2 separate regions of the Zea mays genome follow, and region 1 is linked to region 2. The links are chromatin contacts, called in public Hi-C maps. All regions are on one chromosome and are shown on one strand. The core of a region is the stretch at or near the end of the contact, and the rest is flanking DNA. Distances in the headings are between cores, read along the strand shown. Region 1 has its middle 28 kb from the start of LOC103653334. Region 2 holds the start of LOC100193014 (histone2b 2).

Region 1 (5,088 bases), core at 656-3,155, 80 kb after region 2:
AGCACTTGAGATTCCAGGTACCAGGATGATTCTTCAGATCCTCGTGACCTCATTGCTAGTCGTTGCAATACAAACAAACATGGTATATACAAAATTAACATCACACCAACCATAAGTACAAACTGAATAATAATGATCTACGCGATGCTACGAGATCGTGGGATCGAGAACTACTAAGATCGGAGTCATGGTTTAGAAGTTATGACCTATGGAAGATCTATGTGATTAAAATATTAAACTATATTATAAATTGGTTAGGATATCCCATATAGGAGAATATTCTATAATTAATTATCTCAACTTTAATCTAAGTTACAAATTGACCATAGATCTTATTCTAGTAGGTTATAATGGTAAGCAATTTAACAAGACTAACCAACAAAAGCTAAATAAAGATCCAATTATAGAAGAATGAGACAAGGCACAATAAATGTTGTTATTGCATAGTAAATATTTATACAAGACTAACGCAACTGGAACGAGTCAATTCGGAATTAAAACGAAGGAGTTATGATTTTCTAAAGATTCTATGTGTTTTGTACAAGATTAAATAGGATATAAATTTTAATGTGACTTTCATGTCAAAACAGTGGCACTAATTGATAAACAATAATATTATAAAATTATAGAAATTGGAATGTATTGATTTGGATTTCATATGAGTTTTCTATAGATTATACAATTTCTAACATTTATTTTTACCTTAAAAATACATTTCCAATTAAATTCCTCTGATTTAAAGACTCCCTAGACCAGGCACATGAAAATCAGAGAGTGCAAGGGCCTCGATGCAATAAATTCCCAGACCTAGTGAACAGCGCCCGAGGACTGCAGGTTGATTCTAAAATAATGTAAGGACCTAGATGCAAAACTAACCAGCCGAATGGGTATGGCGCCGCCTCGGCCATCAGATCTAAATCCAGTGGCCAGGATTAGATCCAACGCTACCCGAACCAATATTCACTGCCATCCTTCAGATCACGATCTAACGACCACCATGTAATTGGCCGAAACGTTACCTACCCTTCGATCTCGACCGTACATCAACCGATCAACGACCCACGCGGTTCTCCCCAATCTCCTTTACCGATAGACGGCGACGCCGCCGAGTATCGCGGTGGAGGTATCGCCGGTGAGGCCACGGTCGCGCGCTGGTTCCCAAATTCTACACAAACTGAGGCTACCCGCAACTAAGATCATGGGGAAGAACATGGGAAAGCTCATACCGAAGGGTTGGGCGACTGTTTGGCCTGCGGTGGCACCACGACACGTCGGGACACTAGTGAGAAATCTGGAGCCGCACGACAAAAATCTACCCCCGCCGAGGCGCCCAATACGCACAGCGCGACCACGGCAATGGCTAGGAACACCTTCCAAGAGCGCAGCGGCGAAGCAATTGGGTGGACTACTGCGGCGGTGATTTGGCTTCGGCGGAGTGGTTCACGGCGATAGTGGAGGTCGCTTCCGCGTGTGAGTTGCGGCCGGTCAACGAGGCGCACAAGGGCGGTTTTATATCCCGGTCGGCGGCCACAATACCACTGAGGCACGCGAGGATTTCGGTCGGCATTCTGTGGAAGGTTGTTGGCGTGATCCGCCATAATCGCGGATGCGATGGTGCTGACAACGCGGTCCACGAGTCGGCTAGATGGGAAAAGGGGAACATGAGAAAAAGGGACTGACAATAGGTCCCCAGCGGTCAGCACGAACCTTCCTAGGTGGAGCGCGAGAGATTTCCGGTGGCGAGCCCGTCGCGATCTGTTGCAGTCGGGAGAGAAGAAGAGAAAAATGGGGTCACTGCGCCCTGGGCCCCACGCACCAGCGTCTCAACGGTGAGTCCAGCACCCGCGCGGATCGGACGAGGCACAGTCGAACGGGGCCCACTGTCAGGAAGAAAAGAGAGAGGTACACGGAGAGGGGAAGACTGGACAGCGGGTCCTGCCAATCAGTGAAACATCGCTAGTGGGCTATGTGGGAGTGGGGGAGAAGGGAAGTGGGCCGAATGCCAGATCTGTGGCCCAATTTAGATAGTTTTCCTCCTTTTCCTTTTCATTTCTTTTCTAATTCCAATTTTAAAGATTCAAACTGAATTTTAAATTTCCTTTTTAAATTTCTGAATTTAAAATATTGATTAACATTCAATTGTGATTATATTATATTTCCAATATTTTTATTTATTATCATCCTTGTCATCTATTTATAGGAGAAATATAGAGTTCATAAACATTTTCGTTCTCAATTTCTAATTTCACCTTTCAATTCAAGTTTAAAGTTCACAGTCCAAATTCTAAGTCACAAGTAAAGTACTAGCCTGAAGGATTATATTTATTTATCGATATTTTTCTTTAATATATTTATATTCTCTCCCTTTTCTAAATTTTAGAATTTCCTTATCATTCTCTATTTTCTATCCCCTTTTGATTTACAAATTTAAAACTCAAATCCAAGATAAAGTTTAGGAATTCAATTCTTTAATACATACTCAAAATCAACTATGATGCAATAGATGTATATTTATTTTAATTATTTTATTTATTTGATAGATGTTAGAAATATGAAACACACTCCTATTGTTCCTTTCTTTTTAGGAACATAGTATTTTGATTGTGGGATAGGAATTAAAGTTACTTCAAAATTAGATATTCATGTAAATGAATGCTTATGGTGCATTAGTTAATGTTATGCATAATCATTTAGATGCATAGAAAACTCTTCTATTACTTCTTTTCTAATATAATTCTTGGTTTTCTAAATTCAGTCCTCGGTTTTCAGTACTCAAGTTTAATTCGAGATTTCTGAATTTACTATTTTTTTCTTCATATATTTATTTTATAATTATTTTTTCTCATACAAATTTTGGGCCTTACATAAACATGGTTAGGATACTCACTATCTTCAAAGCCGGGAGGTTGCTCAACATAGACCTCTTCCATGATAGGGCCATTGATGAAGGCACTTTTCACGTCCATTTGATAAAGCTTGAAGCCATGGAAAGTAGCATAAGCAAGTAATATACGAATTGACTCAAGCCTAGCTACGGGTGCATAAGTTTCATCGAAGTCCAAACCTTCGACTTGTGAATATCCCTTTGCCACAAGTCGGGCTTTGTTCCTTGTCACCGCACCATGCTCATCTTGCTTGTTGCGGAATACCCATATGGTACCTACAACATTTTGATTAGGACGTGAAACTAAATGTCATACCTCATTCCTTGTGAAGTTGTTGAGCTCCTCTTGCATAGCCACCACCCAATCTAGATCTCTTAATGCATCCTCAACCCTGTATGGCTCAATATAAGACACAAAAGAGTAATGTTCACAAAAATGAGCAACTCAAGATCTAGTGGTTACCCCCTTATGAATGTCACCAAGTATGGAATTGACGGGGTGATCTCTTTGAATTTCTTGGTGGACTCTTGGGTGTGGCGGTCTTTGATCCCTTATTTCTTGATCATCTTCCTTGTCTTCATTGTCATCTCCCCCTTGATCAATGTCCTCCTCTTGAGGTGGCTCATTTTCTTGATCTTCATCCTCTTCTTCTTGAGCCTCGTTCTCATCTTGAGTTGGTGGAGATGCTTGCATGGAAGATGATGGTTGATCTTGTTCTTGTGACAGCTCCTCGGATTCCTTAGGACACACATCCCCAATGGACATGTTCCTTAGTGCGACGCACATAACCTCTTCATCATCTAGCTCATCAAGATCAACTTGCTCCACTTGGGAGCCATTAGTCTCATCAAACACAATGTCACAAGAAACTTCAACTAATCCAATGGATTTGTTGAAGACTCCATATGCCCGTGTGTTTGAGTCATATCCTAATAAAAAGCCTTCTACTGCTTTAGGAGCAAATTTAGAACTTCTACCTCTTTTAATAAGAATAAAGCATTTGCTCCCGACGACTCTAAAATATGAAACGTTGGGCTTTTTACGAGTGAGGAGTTCGTATGATGTCTTCTTGAGGATTCAATGAAGATATAACTGGTTGATGGAGTAGTAGGCGGTGTTAATTGCCTCCGCCCAAAACCGATCCGGTGTCTTGTATTCATCAAGCATGGTTCTTGCCATGTCTAGTAGAGTTCTATTCTTCCTCTCCACTACACCATTTTGTAGAGGTGTGTAGGGAGAAGAGAACTCATGCTTGATGCCATCTTCCTCAAGAAAACCTTCTATTTGTGAATTCTTGAACTCCGTCCCATTATCGCTTCTAATCTTTTTGATCCTCAATCCGAACTCATTTTGAGTCCGTCTTACGAATCTCTTTAAAGTCTCTTGGGTTTGTGATTTTTCGTGCAAAAAGAATACCCACGTGAAGCGAGAATAATCATCCACAATAACTAGACAGTACTTATGTAACACCCTGATTTTGGGGGTATAAAATTTCTTTCTAATTATCACCCAAAATCATGTGGTACTCTTCTTTTTCTCACTCTAGGCTTTCTCTCTCTAGATTCTTTCTCTCTTTTTCCTTTTGGTTAGAAATACCTTAAACTAGTGGAGGTTAATTATTTATTTTTACCAAAAACCTTATGAGACATGACATGTTGCATCATGATGAGCTTAAAATATTCTTTGAAGTGTTGCACAAGTTTGAATTTATTTGAATTTGAAACCTAGTTTGAATTTGGATTTGAAAACTCTATAGAAAAAGAAATGGAAAAGGAATTAGAAAATCCAAAGAAAAAGGAAAAAGGGAAAGCAACCCAGTCGGCCCATAAGCCCATCCAGGCCGCGCGCCCGCGCCGTCTGACAGGAGGACCCCGCCTGTCAGCGGCGATTCTCCCTCGCGCGCGCCCTCCCTCTCTCGCTCGCTGCCGAGTGGGGCCGATCTGTCGGCGCCAGTTTCCTTCGCCTGCGCGCTCCCTCCCTCTCTCTTTGTCTCATGGGCCCGGATCACCAGTCGTCGAGTTGTTTCCTCGCGCGCCCCTTTCTTCTCTCTCTCTTCGTCGTGGGCCTGCCCTATCAGTTCCGCCCTCTCCGCGCTCGCCGTGGACCGGCGCGTGCGCACTCGCACACGTCGCCGGATTTCTTGGCCACGACGCCCGCCCACACGCCCAGCTCCCTTCTTAGAGCCCCGCCAGTGCCTCGCGCA
Region 2 (5,284 bases), core at 2,423-4,922:
AAATAAGTCATAATAGAAAGTAGGGTGCATGACAACATTAGAAAGTAAGAGCATCTCCGACAGTGACCTAAATGAATGCCTCAAATTAAAATGTAATGCTTAATTTTTTTTAAGAAAGAATCCAACAGTGCCCTATTTTGAGAAGAAACAAATAAATATAGGTCACATGTTCAAGTGTCACAAATATATTACACCTTTTAAGGATGATTCATCCTAATTTCTAACCAACTGAATATTCACGGAGCTGTCACCTATAACCCAGCACACCATTCTCGTCGGCCCTGGACTCGCGTCGCCTAGGACACGCGCTGGCACCAGAAGTTGTCCCGGCCTCCGCTGCCCTCACCAGCAGGGGCGGACCCAGGCCCATGGCCGCCCAGGACAAGTGCAGGTACAATTTTTTTTTAAAAGAGCTCGTGTCCAAGTCTGGCTGGACTATGCTGAAGAGCTGCAAGCCTGCATCTGCTGCCCTCTGGCCTCTGCTGGTCTGCCCTCTACCCTCGCTGAGTCATAGTTATATGTATGAATATCCATCCGGCACAGTGCAAGCTTCGCAAGCACAGGATAACACACATGCAAGCAAGAGCAGACTAAGACCACCTACATGTGTCCTGCAGATTTACATACTAGACTAGTAGCAAGGCCTCGGGCAGCACATGCTAGGCTTCTGCTAGTCTAGAGAGATGGAGGGAGGGAGAGACTAGAGAGCAAATCATCGAGCTAGGATAAGCAAAAAATTCTCAAGCTAGCAAATGATTCTAAACCGAAGAGACAAAAAAAATTACAAGCCACAGGGCTTAGAAACTACTACCTCTATTTTATTTTATTTGACGCATGATAGTTTAATTTTACACTAGCAAACGTCAAATAAAAAAGATCCGAGGGAGTACGAAACAAGATATTCCATACAACCATCTAATACCATAATCACCAAATAAAAGATCAAAAAGTTGCGACCAAATAAACAAGATTACTTGGCTAGAAATTAAGTTTGAGATTGAGCCTCTGTGGAGAGAGCTTTCTCATCTATGAATATTATTAAAACTGAGTTGCGGAATAAGACAGGAGACGAATGGCTTAACCATCGTATGGTGTGTTATATTGAGAGGAATATATTTACAAGCATTGAAAATGCAAAGATATCGGATTATTTTCTAGGCTACTATTAACATATATGACAACGTTGTTTCACCGTTCAATTTTTCTTTATATGCTATTATTAGAGTTTATGGTCGCTTCGGCCAGAACCTTGGCCAAATTCTGGGTCTGTCACTGCTGACCGGCCATTGGCCGCCGCCCCTCACCTTACATGGCCTAACGCATTGAATTCTGTTTTTGGATCTTCGATCATATTTTGTTTCTGGTACTTGAATCATATTTGTTTCTGATACTTTAATCATATTTGTTTCTCACGCTTATGTGCTAATTTGTTGTGCTGGCGCAGGGGGGAAAGGTTTGCGTGGGGGAGAAAATTAGGCGCGTGATATGATGATGGCGGGAGAAAGTCACCCGGTTTCAGTTATTTATCTCGTTTGAGGCTTTACTGCTGAAGTTCAACCTTTTTATGGTGACCTAAATTATTTAAAACATCAGTATTTTTAATTTATAGGGCATTTTTTTAGGTCACCTTGTTTGAGATACTCTAATAAGTCACATGTTGTGGCAGCATTCTTGACCCCAATGATTGTTAATAAACAAGAAGGAACCCAAAATGAGAAAAAGAAAAAAAGATTGCCCATAGACTGATGAAGTTGTAAAGCATAGCCAGCCTATCAGTGGTTAGTGATTACTCCTGTATCTGTATGAAAACTATTGGTAAGCATAGTTGCACCGAACAAAAAGAGGATTGTGTTGGACCCTAGCATCTGTGGCACAGTGGCAGTCAGAGAAATTAGCACGTAACGTAACACAAATAAATAAATCTAAAAAATAATAAAGTGGTTAAAGAGAAGAAACTGCAAAGATCAAGGATCCAATTTCAGAAAAGTAAGGAACTATGGGCACCTGGGGTACCGAACATTGCGCCCTTGCGGAGGCAGACAATGGTGCGCCCTTGCGGAGGTGGGGGTTTCCTTGACCAGATGGTTGAGGCATGCAGCATAGCGTTCTGTGTAATAACGCCATCGGAGAGGATCAAAATCAAATGGTGCTCCAGAAGAGTATGCAGCACATCAATATGTTCAGATTCGAACGACCTGAAATTCAAGGAAAAAATACAAAAACGTTAAGAAATTTATTGGTGAGTTCATTGGATTCAAAATACTCAAAAAAAATAGAACAGCAATGTTAAATACTGTATCCTTCAATAGTGCTGATATTTTAGCTGTAACGTTACCAACGGGTACAGAAGGAATTGGCCACAGAAATCATTCGCTCTTCACCACATGAGCATCACATCTCCGAAATCACCAACCACCATGCCTACTAATGATAGCACAACGACAACGAACAAGAAATTGAGTATGGAATTAAATCAAAGTACTGAGATTTAGCTACCGTTTTATCACTACAAAATTCGGTGATAAATAAAAAGGGCAAAGTTGTTAGAAATTAGGTGATTCAGCTACCGTTTTATCAATACAAAATTCGTTAAACACAAGATACAGTAATGGAGACAGGGTCACCGAGAATTTGAATGAGATGCAGCTAGTACTCTGCGCCACCCAGTGCTAAGCGACTAGCATGAAGTGGAAATTTCATTTGGAAACATATAGCATGACCGGGTTAACAGGAAGGAAATTTGAAGCCACGACAAACAACCCGGCCTACATTAGAGCAATTTACAGCCTGCAAATTACTATATAACTTCTCAAAACATGTTCGATCGCGAATTAGAAATTACCCCAAATTCTACAAGTGCACAACCGAAACATTCACAGGAATGGCAGTAACGCGTCGTAACTTCTCAAACTTCGAAATGCACATTCAGAGTATTCACATGCACACAAACATCACGAGATAAAGGTGGCCAACAACAAAGAGAGAGGATCCACAAATAAGCAACTAGCTGGATTCAATAAGCATTGTTACTGTTCCATCAGATAACAGTTGCTACCGGAGGAGACCAGACACAGCAGCACCTAACTACAGCAAGACACGCGAACATACGAGGGAAGCCTGCAAGCGGAGGCCACGCAGCCTAGGACGAGGTGAACTTGGTGACGGCCTTGGTGCCCTCGGAGACGGCGTGCTTGGCGAGCTCCCCGGGGAGGACGAGGCGCACGGAGGTCTGGATCTCACGGGAGGTGATGGTGGGCTTCTTGTTGTACCGCGCGAGCTTGGCGGCCTCGGCGGCGAGCTTCTCGAAGATGTCGTTGATGAAGGAGTTCATGATGGACATGGCCTTAGAGGAGATGCCGATGTCCGGGTGCACCTGCTTCAGCACCTTGAAGATGTAGATCTTGTAGGTCTCCACGCTCTTCTTGCCCTTCTTCCGGCCCCTCTTTCCCTCGCCGCCCTCCTTGCCGGCGGACTTGCCTGCTGGGACACGCTTCTCCGCCTTGGGCTTCTTCCCGGCCGGCGCCTTCTCGGCAGCGGGCTCCTCCTCCGCCGGCTTCTTCGCCGCGGGCTTCTTCTCGGCCTTGGGCGCCATCGATGCGGGGCGACTTGGAGTTCGGGTTTGGAGGCGGGATGGATTGGGAGGAAATGCGAGCAGACGAGTTACCGTAGTTGGGGATGGTGGCTTGGGGCGATGCGCTTATTATAGGACGGGAGAGGTGAGCGTGATTGGTGGAGAGGCAGGTGCCGCGGATCGCTGGCTTCAAACGGTGTGGAACGTTGGTGCTTCTTCGCACGGACGGTCGAGATGCGCTTCTCACGCGGATCGCTGACATGGTGGAGAGAGGGGGCGGGAGAAGACGGAGGGAAATGAAATGCTTTTCCGCCGGCGCGCCGTTGCCAATTTGAAATTCTGCAGGCTTGCCACGCTGCGCAGCGCTTAGGAAAACCATATGAATATGATTGTATAATACTTGCAATTTCATAAAAAATCAAGACAAAAATCCTCCAAAATCTCTCTATATTCCACAAAAAAAATTATAGGATTTGGATACTCAATCCTTTGTTTCAAAGAGTCATATAGTAAAATTTTCTATAGGATTTTTAATCCTGCAAATTTTCTTTACTTTTTCTTTGTCGTAAAGGAGGCTAGATTTGGACTGCAATTTTTTGAATTGTTTATGACTTTTTTTACGATGCAATAAAATAGATTTTGTGACTTGTTTGGATTTGGAGAATTTTTATAAGATTTGGAGTTCTTAGAATTCTTTTTGCGGCCTTCAAGTAAATCTCTCTAGGGGAAGCTTGAAATCGAGCACACATGTAAACACTAAACATAACATCAGGCTTAGATACGGTAATATAAAGCAAACTACCAATTATTGAGCGAAAAAGTTTTTGATCAACCATAGTACCTCCCTCATCTAAGTCTAGATAGTCATTTGTTGCCATAGGAGTCTTGATAGACTTTGCATTCTCTAAACCAAACTTCTTGAGCATATCCTTCAAATATTTTGATTGACTTATAAAGATTTCATCTTTCAGTTGTTTGATTTGAAGACCAAGGAAGAAGCTCAATTCTCCTATCATAGACATTTCAAATTCTTTTGACATCATTTTTCCAAATTACTCACAAAACAATTCATTAATAGATCCAAAAATAATATCATCAATATAAATTTGACAAACAAACAAATCTTTGCCAATTTTTTTAGTGAATAGGGTAGTGTCAACCTTCCCAATTTTAAAGTCTTTGAAAAGCAATAAATCTCTAAGCCTTTCATACCAAGCGTGTGGGGCTTGCTTAAGCCCATATAGAGCTTTAGAAAGCTTGTACACGTGGTTAGGACTTTTGGGGTCCTCAAAACTGGGAGGTTGTTCAACATACACTAGTTCACTAATCTTACCATTTAGAAAGACACTCTTTACATCCATTTGGTAGAGTTTGATATTATGAGCACAAGCATAAGCAAGAAGGATCTGGATTGCTTCCAATCATGTCACGGGAGCAAATGTCTCACCAAAATCCAATCCCTCTATTTGAGTATACCCTTGTGCAACTAATCTTGCCTTGTTTCTTACTACTAATCCATCTTCATTGTGCTTGTTGCGAAGCACCCATTTTGTACCAATAACGTTGTGGTTCTTTGGTCTCTCAACAAGTTCCCAAACTTCATTTCGAGTGAAGTTATTTAATTCTTCATGCATTACATTCACCCAATCAACATCAAGTAGAGCTTCATCTACACGGTTAGGTTCCATACAAGATACAAAAGAGAAATGTTCA

Evidence for each region. A called contact is a pair of places that touch in the nucleus more often than the background predicts.
Region 1: a contact with region 2 is called in a Hi-C map of leaf, with 7 times the contacts expected there. The contact joins the enhancer-like site here to the promoter of LOC100193014 in region 2. A contact is called at or near these places in 2 of 25 Hi-C or Micro-C datasets (endosperm and leaf).

Annotation. Positions count from the first base shown.
Region 1 is chr4:65,946,901-65,951,988 of Zm-B73-REFERENCE-NAM-5.0, forward strand. No RefSeq gene overlaps it. Among protein-coding and RNA genes, the nearest start is that of LOC103653334, 28 kb to the right of the region's middle. Within about 2 kb of position 1,906, at least 19 of the 20 cell types and tissues checked have an H3K27ac peak or open chromatin away from gene starts, as enhancers often do. A contact at or near this core is called in leaf, where this site is marked.
Region 2 is chr4:65,864,715-65,869,998 of Zm-B73-REFERENCE-NAM-5.0, forward strand. LOC100193014 (histone2b 2) reads right to left here and starts at 3,673. Exons shown (of 1, transcript NM_001138182.1): 1 at 2,906-3,673. The coding sequence starts at 3,592. The coding sequence ends at 3,140.